2 separate regions of the Bombyx mori genome follow, and region 1 is linked to region 2. The links are chromatin contacts, called in public Hi-C maps. All regions are on one chromosome and are shown on one strand. The core of a region is the stretch at or near the end of the contact, and the rest is flanking DNA. Distances in the headings are between cores, read along the strand shown. Region 1 overlaps LOC692448 (furin-like convetase). Region 2 holds the start of LOC692448 (furin-like convetase).

Evidence for each region. A called contact is a pair of places that touch in the nucleus more often than the background predicts.
Region 1: a contact with region 2 is called in a Hi-C map of whole pupa, with 2.0 times the contacts expected there. The contact joins the enhancer-like site here to the promoter of LOC692448 in region 2. A contact is called at or near these places in 2 of 7 Hi-C or Micro-C datasets (both in whole pupa).

The regions. Positions count from the first base shown.
Region 1 is chr21:6,066,448-6,072,127 of ASM3026992v2, forward strand. LOC692448 (furin-like convetase) reads left to right here. Exons shown (of 13, transcript NM_001043439.1): 10 at 1,086-1,225; 11 at 2,334-2,452; 12 at 4,143-4,354. Among protein-coding and RNA genes, the nearest start is that of Mir3291, 150 kb to the left of the region's middle. Within about 2 kb of position 3,429, at least 3 of the 8 cell types and tissues checked have open chromatin away from gene starts, as enhancers often do.
Region 2 is chr21:5,878,098-5,883,983 of ASM3026992v2, forward strand. It overlaps LOC692448 (furin-like convetase), which reads left to right and starts at 1,876. Exons shown (of 13, transcript NM_001043439.1): 1 at 1,876-2,037. The coding sequence starts at 1,876.

The DNA of each region.
Region 1 (5,680 bases), core at 2,179-4,678, 190 kb after region 2:
CGTTGTGAAAGGGGGCTAGACGGAAAAAAATCTTACGAAAAGTTGTCACGACACTTTTTAGATCCGTCATTCTGACCAATCAACGTGTAGGCGCTTATCGCGTGACATTGCTCTTATCCGATTGGTCCGCGTAATGAGTACAGTTTCTCGAGATAGCGTTTCAACAATAGTAATTTAGTTCATAGTATTGTTTTTTTCTTCTTCATAATGCCGTAATTTATTATTATAACTTAAAAAAAAAATTACAATTCCTTCACTAATTAATCGAAAGGAACTTCGTTCCATCCGGGTGTCTCTTGACACCCCTGAAGTTTTTATTTATTTATATTCATTCAACAAATTATTGGCTATTTCTGCATGATTTTCGTTTATATTGTTGTATTAATAACTTCATAATCGAAACACATTTCGATGTCTTCAAAGGCCTAAAGATTGTCAGTTTATCTCAGCAGTTTTCCCAGTAAAAACTAACCAATATTGAGTATGCCCACAGTTAGATCGTATGATCTTAAAATATTCGCTCTAATATAAACATCCAGGGCGGAAATAAATATTGTTACGTTATAATATTTATTTCCGGGTCCGGATAAATAAAATTTCACCAAAGTACAACTAAAAAACTGTATTCAACACTTAGAACACTTCACAAACACTTTAAAACACTTAACCAACACTTTAAAACTCTCAATTCGCTTGTTCCGCTTCGCTTCAGGTGATTCGTTCGCTGTTTCGCTTCGAGTAGTTCCGATTACTGAATGACTGCGTGCCATACCTACAACGCTTTTATACGCCGATACGTCATCCCCAGAATTATCGAGAATATTCCACACATCTCTAGTAGCAGTTTCTGCTATCTCTCAATAGATGGCGTTGTACTTTTCGAGCGTACTATGTGCTTCTAGATCCTTCGACATTCGTTCGACTATTCGGTGATAGATGGCGTTACTCTTACCGGCGTAACCATATGTTTAATGGAACAAAAACGTAAACGTAAATATAATCGGATTTGGATGAGGACATATTATTTAGATACAAGCTTATGCTCAATTTAAGAGGATTACTTTGACTAAAAAATGTTCCCACAGCTGGCCGTAAGTTCGTGTCCCGGAGTTAATTACTTAGAGCACGTTCAAGCCCGAATTTCTTTATCGGCCGCGAGAAGAGGAGATCTTCGCATCACTTTGACTTCGCCGGCTGGAACTAATGTCACTTTGTTGGCGCCTAGGTAAGGGAAAATTGCCTATTATTATTATATATATATTTTTTTTTATTAGTAGGGTGGACGAGCTCACAGCCCACCTGGTGTTAAGCAGTTACTGGAGCCCATAGACATCCACAACGTAAATGCGCCACCCACCTTGAGATATAAGGTCTAAGGTCTCAAGTACAGTGAATCGTCGTTGCATTTTGCTGTGACTATCGCGAAAATTATATACTAAAACTTTCTCTTCAAAATTTGTTTATTGATTTAAGAGTAAAAGTGATGTGTTACCAAAAATAAATGACACAATTTTAAGACTCTTTGTTATTCGATTCTGTTGTCTATTGCTAATTAGAAAATAAATACGAGCGTAATTCGCTGCCAGTGGGCAGCGGCTTACCCTTGGCATTGCTGATGTCCACGGGCGACGGTAACCACTCACCATCAAGCGGGCCGTATTTTCGTTTGTCTACAAGGCCAAAATAATCGACTACATTTACAATAAATACGGTATTTAACCATGCAGAAATTCATTAGGAAAACATATTTACTTATTATAATTAGATCAACGTCTTGAATCCTCAGCTTACTATTCATAATGTGGTATTGCGATGTAATTAGATTAGGAAACGTGACGAGACTCGGTTACCACTAACGAAGAAATTAAATGTTGATTCTTATTCGTTCATTCATTTACTAAATCGAAGAATGCTATCTAGATTTATAAAGTATTGGGAAAATATTATTTTTTGTTTGTTTGAATTTGGGGATATTGCATAGTTTCTTAAATTAAAAACACCACAATAAATTTGGAGAAATTAAACAGCAAATCTTCTATAATATAAAAATGAATTGCTGTTCGTTAGTCTCGCTAAAACTCGAGAACGGCTGGACCGATTTGGCTAATTTTGGTTTTGAATTATTCGTGGAAGTCCAGAGAAGGTTTAAAAGGTGAATAAACATGAAAATGCTCGGAATTAAATAAAAATAACAAATTTGTTTTTCCTTTTTTTGTTTTAAGTTTATTTTATACAAAAATTTAGGTCTTTTATTTATCGAGTGAGGCACTACGAAGTCTGCCGGGTCAGCTAGTTCGCTTATAAATAATTTGTGGTAACTTTTTCTTTCGTAGGCCGCATGATTCTTCGCATAGTGGCTTCAATTCGTGGCCTTTCATGTCGGTCCATATGTGGGGTGAAAATCCGCTGGGCGAGTGGCAACTGGAGGTCACAAATGAAGGCCGCTACATGGGTACGTACTCTATTTATCCAATGTTAAATGACCTGTCAATAACAAACTGTAGCCTTTTTTCCTCGGCCAAGTTTCATTCAAAGGAATCGGGCGTTACGGCGTTTATCGGCTTTGGAATTACTGGAAGCTTAACAGATATTACAAAAACATTTTACCATCAGTAACTTTTGCGCATTCACGAATATAATTCATTGTGTTTTTTTTTTAATTCCTTTTCATAGCATTCTACGAGAAACGTTCACCAATAATAACCCTCATTCGTATGCCGCCTGGAAACAGTTAACACTAATTTCTAAACCGTAGGCCGAGCGTCGTTGCAAGAGTGGTCATTAACATTATACGGGACTAGCACGCCTGCCGCGAAAAACGATCCGATACCATTCCGGAATCCAATCATACGGAACAAGGGGAACGCGTCGCGGCCCGTCGTCTTACAAGCCGGCCGCAAGAACAACAGGGGGAAGATAGTTCCTGTAGCGCCGACTTACAGCGTCGGTTTAGTCAAAAGGAAGAAAAACAAGAATTCAAAGAATCCGAACAGGAATTCGCAGAAGTCGAAGCAGAGCAGGCCCGGGACGAGGACGACCCCGACCCCCTCTGCTGTCCCCCCTGTCCCGGCTGACCTCAGCTTGCACCTCCGAGCTGACACCCCCCCAGGAACGGACGCGCGTGGCCGCAAGATGTCTAACCTGTTCGAGCAGTACCCCAAGATACAGAGGATATACCCCGCGCCGCTACAGGCCCACGGTACTTCTGCGCCTGTGTCGTTCACCTCCACATCTGGACTGGCTGACACACCCCTACAAATATTCTGGCTACAATATAATAACATTTTAAAATCGATCGAACAGCCAATTATTTCTTGGCTAAAATTGAATTGCCGTGTTCAAGAGACTCTGGGTTATATTGAGAGCGTCAAAGTTTTGATATAATTTCGTCTACACGTAAAAACAACTAGCAATTTTGTGAGCCAGTCCAGCGTGATTGTATCTACAGAGGTCAGCGGCCTGTGTGCATGTTGTGTCCCGTCTTGTTTGGCCTAGAGCATGTTTTGCCTAGAGCTCTGCATGTGTTTTTGCGTTTTTTTTTTGTTGCAGATCTTTAGTAAACCTGTCGTTTAGAAGACAATTCTTATTACAACGTTTAGTCGATTGTTTAATTTTGATTTTTTGTTGTTATTGTTGTTGTTTCGAGAAAGTTCTCGCCCGTAACTTAATAATATTTGATTTGATAATGAACAAAAGTCTGTACTAATCGTAACTCGATCAATTAATATGAGAACTTTCTTCTTATTTATTCATTATTATTTGTAGTGTTTCTTTTAATTTCGCTTTAGCAGCTTCTGACACTTACCTTAATATTACATTTACTTACACACATCTTTTTATACTTTTAAGTAATTAGTAATCAACGGTTTTTATATCACGTTTAATTTAAAAGATTCTTCGATCCAAATTTTAATTTACCTACGTGAATTTTTGTTGTCGTTATTAAATGAGCCCCAAATAAAAATTTGCACTGTGAACTTTGGTATTGATAAGATAATTTGTCATGTCATTGTTATGAAGTTCCAATTCCCGATAGCATCTTTGCATCAGCTAAAATAATGATATTTAACTTATTCTCACATATGTGACCGTTAAAAAGCGTATATAACTTTAAGATACTATACAGTACAATGGTTTTACAGAAGCCGGCACTTTAACTCAATGGGAGCTGATTTTCTACGGAACAGAGACACCGGCTCAGGAGCAAGACGTGTCACCGGAGACCAACTCTTTGGGTGAAAATTCTCGGGTTGACACGAAACCTTGGACCTTGTCTGAGCCTGAATCTATTGAAGAAGTAAGACAGAACGCCATTGATGATGATCTGGCTCTCGTTTGGCATGACTCTCAAACGGTACGTCATAGTATTAAAGTTCATTAATAATTTGAAAAAAATTAGGGGGAATATCAACGAATCCGTCACACATGTGAAATAGAACCTGAATACCAAATATCTTTGATCAATACACCGCCTCAAATCGAAAATCGAGCCATGGCCTCGTAGTACTGTTGTCGAGGTAAATAAACACTTGACCAGTGGTTTCTAAAGTTTTTAATCTTGCCAACTTTATGACGTATTAAGGTTACCCAATTAATAAATTCCGTTAATCCCGTTCAACATCGTTTTCACGCCGGGTTTTAATGGTAATGCTAGGTTTAATATTTGCCATCGTCATTTTGAAGTATTATGTGCCATAATCAAAACAACGTTTAGATTCTTTGCGATTTGTTAAAAATATATGTCGTCACACTTGTATTCATTTTTGTAAATTCTCTTCCGCAATGAAATCTAGTCTCAAATGAAGAATTGAAGATGTTAAAACCCAAAACAAAATTTACGATATAGTTAGGATCTGTAAATGCTATTGTTGAAATCGATATTCTGACAGTGTATTTTTGTCTGAATTTCCTTTGCAAAAAAAAGCGATATTTTTTTGTAATGTAAATTTTTAAGCTTTATCGTTCATCGTGCGTTTAAAAACAAAGCGAATAAACGTTCCGGTAATCCTCTTTCGTAATCCGCGTTGCATTTAAAAATAAATCGTATTGTTTTTTTATAATTTCGTAACAAGAGAACACGGGCTCTGCTATAGCTAATTGGATTTAGCCAATGCTTTTATTTGTTACGCATTATGTTCAAAAAAAATTACAGCCTATTCGGTTTTAGGTGGTTATCGGAGCCCATAGATATTGTCGATGCCATATTGCTTTGGTGGGTGGACGAGCTCACAGCCCACCTGGTGTTAAGTGGTTACTGGAGCCCATAGACATACACAACGTAAATGCGCCACACACCTTGAAATGTAAGTTCTAAGGTCTCAATATAGTTACAACAGCTGCCTCACCCTTCAAGCTGACTTTACTGCTTCACGGCAGAAATAGGCGGGGTGGTGGTACCTACCCGCGCGGACTCACAAGAGGTCCTACCACCAGTAATTTTGCGGGCTTGATTTTTATTACACGATGTTATTCCTTCACGGTGGAAGTCGATCGTGAACATTTGTTAAGTATGTATTTCATTACGACATGAGATCTGACCTGGAGACATGAGATCGAACTCATTGTTCTACATCTACACCTAATGTATACAAATAACCAAAATAGAACATTTTAAATGTTATTATACACGTCACGTATCTGACAGTTCCCAAGAGTACCGAATAAAACCTTTTTAGATCAT
Region 2 (5,886 bases), core at 626-3,125:
AGTCTAGCATCCACACGCGTTGACTGTCCTACTTTATTATGATTTTTTTTATAAATATTTGCAGTCGTATTTGTAAATATTAAAAACATGCTTAGGACAATGTTATGGAAATGAGTTAAGAACGCGTGCCGTCACTCTTAACAACAAAAAGAACCGTTATCTCTTGATTAATTTCGACAACATTTTCACTTTTTTTTTTATTTGTACTCGATTTTAAAGCATTCACTTTATTATCAATGGTTTTAAAATCGGTTAAATACCATTTGCCAAGCTTGCCAAAACTTAACAAGTCAAGAGTTCCGACAATTATCACATTCGAACAAAACGTTCAAGTTGTTCGTGACACTACTGATTGTATTTATATCTCTCACCCAACGGGGTTATCAGTAAATATTTGAAGAATAAACCGTTTCTTTTACCTATTTTTTTTATCTGGTTTGGACAAATTATAAGATGTATATTATAAAAGAAAAACCATATTTCCACAAATTAAGTATGTTCAATAAAAGATGGTGAGATAAATATTCAAGTATTTCCTTATAATCAGTTTAATAATTAAAAAAAAAAACGCAGTAATTACGATCATAAACTGATTTAAAACATAATTTTTCTATGATTTATTGTTTACAAAGAAAAGGTCAGTGAGCATTACTATCAGGAAAGTAGGTTGAAGTACGTTGATAGAACGCAGTGATTAATGATTTCCTTGTGATTCGATAATAAAGAGCGATACAAAGATAGCCCTGTCGGGATCTGTAGCTTTGTCATTCTTATATTATATACTTGACCCAGTTATTACGAAAGTGCTGGCAAGGTTCGTTTCTTCAAGTTTTAATTCACTGAAAACCTATTTCCGTCTGATTGGTAATTTATTTCGAACGAACGTTTTATTGTTAGTCGTTACACAAAAACCGCACCCATTGAATTCGAAATTGGAGAGAAATTCGAATCCCCGGTGACAATTCAGTAAATTATTCCATGTTAGAAGACGTAGTTGGACAATGTCGCAATATTAATTAAACGGCATTATTAAGAAAGCAAATTTATAATGCAATGTTTTTCTGATAACATTTACTAAAAATACCCTTTGCAATTCCAAATCTAAATTAAACGCGAGACTTAATAAGAAATAATTGTTATAACTTTTTTGTTGAATATTTAACATTAATTAACTCGAAGTGCTACGCTCGAAAAGCCGAATCAGGAAATATGTAGTGCAAAAATTTAATTAGGACTTTTCGCACGGTCCATTTTCCTTAATTTGGACACATTCGGTTCGAATGTTTTTTTTTTTTTTAATATTGATAATAATAATTTTTTTATTGCCTTTATAGGCAGACGTGCATACGCCCACCTGATGGTAAGTGGTAACCGTCGCTTGTGGACGTCGGCAATGGTAGGGACAGAGACAAGCCAACAATATTAATAATTAAAACAGGGAACAAGTCCCTCACGGTCATCCGACTCCAAATTAGGATCCCTTGTGTTGTGGGTGTCAGGGCCTGATATTCATACTTATATACGTTAAAATAGACACATATATAGATAATAAATACCCAGACAGGGAGAAAATAAATCTGTTAATCAGACAAATGTTTGTCCGATTTGGGAATCGAAGCCTCGGCAAAAGACTCAGGAGTGCTAACTGCTGGACCGCCCTGTCAGTCAGTTATTACAATAACCAAGCAAACAATTTATTTAAACTTTAGGCATACATATCAAAGATTGACATGAAATAGAAGAGATCTAAATAGTTACAGTCGGAGTGTTTTTTTTTTTAAATATACTATCAGACTTTTTAGGACCGAAGTCGACCTAAACTGTTTTGTGTATGTGCAATGTTGATAAGTACTAGCTGGTGAGTGTGACCGTGCGATGGCGCGCGGTGTTCTCGTACTCTCGATCCTGGTGTCGGTTCTGTCGCACATTGAAACAACACTAGGGCATTACACGCCAACATGGGCCGTCCATATACCGGAAGGAAGAGAAGTTGCCGATGCCGTCGCCAGGGACCACGGCTTCGTCAATCTTGGAAAGGTAAGGAGATTTTTTTTATTGCATACTAGCTGACCCGGCAGACTTCGTAGTGCCTCAATCGATAAATAAAAGACCTAAATTTTTGTATAAAATAAACTTAAAACAAACAAAAGGAATCCGTCCAACAGGGAACACATCATACCTTGAGATATAAGTTCTAAAGTATAATACAACGGCTGCCCCAACCTTCAAACCGAAACGCATTACTGCTTCACGGCAGAAATAGGCAGGGTGGTGGTACCTATCCGTGCGGACTCACAAGACGTCCTACCAACAGTAATTACGCAAATTATTATTTTGGGGGTTTGATTTTTATTACACGATGTTATTCCTTCATTGTGGTAGTAAATTGTGAGCATTTGTTATGTAAGTATTTCATTAGAAAAGTTGGTACTTGTCAGCGGGATTCGAACACCGTTGCATCGATAGATACAAATGCAACGGACGTCTTATCTTTTAGGCCACGACGACTACTGATAATACTGTATCGGATAATATATATTTATTAAAGAATAATGTTATTTGAGATGTAAGTCACATATGCCACTAAGGAGGTTTATATTAGCTCACTGAGTTTCTCGCCGCATCTTCTCAATGGATCGCAATTCCGATCTGGCGGTAGATTGTGTGAAGCACTGCTCTTGCTAGGGCTAGTGTTAGCAAATCCTCTCAGGTTGAGACCGTGAGTTCACCTACCCGTCCGCGCGTATCTGAAATATCCCCTTAGGCATCAAGATATTACGAATCTCGATGCCCTTAGGCAACCAGTGAATAGGTAGGGACAAAAAGAAGTTGTCTACAAATTGATTATCAAAACTGAACGTTCGTTTCTGTCGCGACTCAAGGCTCACCTTGACATCCGATTTGGTTTTGGAAATCAATAGATCAGACTTTACCGAACATCTTATAGCCTTGTATCAAAAGCTTCGACATCAAAGAACAAAGTACATATTTTCATGAATAATAATATCGAGCATCCAACACGAGTGTCTGAATACAATTTCCTTTTTCTAATTAACGTCGCAAATGAATAGATGTAAATTTCGTTGACTAGACCGGTCATTTATAATAATGATAGCTTAGCTATTGCCAGGTCAATAGGTAACCTTGAATGGTTCGTTACGTATTCGTGACTGCTTTCCGCCATTGTACAAAACAATTAGGAGTTCCACAAAATGAATCAATGATCAATTTTTGACATTGACCGCTTAAGGTTGACCTCAAAAGAAAGTAAAACAAGGTAGAATGGCCTTAAAATTCACAGCGGTGTTTTCGAATTTGTAATTCAAATTAATCTTATCCTGCTCTAATGAAACGGCTCAAGAAAAAGTTATAATAAAAAAAATACAGCGAAAATTTCATTTAGACTAACATGAATGATGATGAATTAATAAAAAAGTTATTACATTTCATTGTGAATCTATACCATTCTCGAAATCACTGGAACGCACACAAAAAAAAATTAGTTCACTAACATATGTACACGCGGACAGAATAATTATACATATGTATACTGAGATCTCAGAACTTATATTTCAAGGTGGGTGGCGCATTTACGTTGCCCATAGGCTCCAGTAACCACTTAACACCAGGTGGGCTGTGAGCTCGTCCACCCATCTAAGCCATAAAAAATGTTTTATTAAGATTTAGTTTAACAATTGCCATATTCAAGATATCGAGATCGTTTTACAAGTGAATCGTGTTGCTTGTATTGTACTGTGATAAAATTAGTGCGTTATTTCTAGAAAACTCTTGTAAACTGTGCAAGACCAACCATTTTGACGACCGCATTCCATTGAATAGCATCGTTTACATATTTACACAACTCATGCGCTTCCAATGTGAAAATAAACACAGACAACGTGTAAATAATTAATCGCATGCCTTTTATGTATTCAACATTCATTCAGCAGTATCAGTACTGCTCTTCCTCGCCTCGTCTTCCTCATTACCGAAGGTCGTGGTTCCACCGATGTGAGATCAATTAATTTCTCGTCTATGATACTCCTCCATCAGTGTTGGTCCTTTGGAGGGCATACTTAATGTAGCTTGGTTTTTTGAGTTAAGCGAATTTAGTCGAACCATCTAATTGAGACAACCTCTCTGCATTCTTTCGTGGATCTTTGAATTAGTTTTCGAGTTTTGTATGTCTTAACGGGCAATATGAAGAAAAAAGTGAAGATAGTGAAGAGTCTTTCTTTTACATAGACTTGTCTTAGAATAATAATATTTTAAGGTAATCCCAATCACAATTTAAGTCGCACATCAGGACCGTCTCAAGAAAAAAGAAAAAAATCATACATAATATATTTGTCCGAAATATGTTGAAGCATATTTCGCCAGCACAAAATCACGACTGTTCCTACTAATTAAACAACAAAAACACTAAAACCTTATTAATCCCACATTATAAATGTTGTAGGTTTAATTTATAAAAAAAAAAATATACCTTTAAATGTCTTCGAACCGAACGAATTAACATTTGGAAGCGCTCATAATGTCACCATGCGAAGTGGGGGAACGAAAATAAACAGGAAATTTAAGTGAGCGGTTATTTATTTTAAGTGACAACGGGATCTTGTCCGTTTCAGCCAGCCTTTCTAATTTTAGGCCGATGAAATTTCTCCGTTATAACGTCTCAATATAGAGATGAAAACGGTTTTAAAACATACGCAGGATTCGTTTTTGTAACGAACTGGTTAATGAATGAATATTTTATGAATTCGACATATTTCTCAAATATATAGATCCGTCAGCGTAGAGAGGAGAGAGCGCTGACTACCTTGTTTTCTCATTTGGACTCTGCCTCCTCACCCTCTTACTGAAAATCACATTTTAGATACTTGAACGCAAGCCATGAGAAAAGTCTACGTTCTTCACATAATCGTCTCTTACAATGTCCTATCCATCGCTCAGATTTTTTACATTCTTCTTTCTTTGTACAGTCCATAATATTATGGAATTCGCTTCCCAAAGAAATCAGGATGACCAGCAATCGCTTTACTTTTAAACTCAAAGTTCGCGAATACATCCACAAAAAACTGGAAGAATCATCTCCAAACTAATTTATTTTATTTTTAATTTTTTTTTTTTTTTTTTTTACTTTTAGCCATTCTTAACTATAATACTAAATTGTGTATTTTCATGTAATACACATGAAAATACATATATTATTACAATATATATTAGTACTTTACATGTATATTATATTGTGTGTAATTATGTGTATGTATGTATCTTACTATTTTATACATACGTATATTACATTGTAGTATGTTTATTTATGCATACAAAGTCATATGTAATCTATATAAGTACCTATATTTAACATTATGTGTATTCTATAATACTGAGATGTTATTTTAAGGAAGATTTTTGTTTTGATTTTGTTCTTTTTTTGTTTTGTTGTTGTTGTTTGTTATCTATATATTAATACGTGAAGCAAAAACTTTGTATCCCTTTTTACGAAAATTGCGCGGACGGAGGAGTATGAAATTTTCCACACTTATAGAGAATATAGAGAAGAAGTGCACAATGCTAATATTTTTTTAATATAAAGCATAAAAGATACATTAAATCAATAAATAAAACATTACACACACAACATACCATCTATTTGACGCACACACGCATGCATACTATTTATTGTCAAACTTTTGTTCTTGACGTCTGTTGTCAAATTGAGATTAAATATTGTTTGTCTTTGTTAATATTTTTTTTAGTGTAGTCTTGGCGAAATTTGTGATTATAGAAAGAAGTATAAAATACAATCATAATAGTGTACAAACTTTCAATTTCAATTAATTATAGTCGAATTTCGACTACTGCGGGACCTCTAGTTCTTTTTTT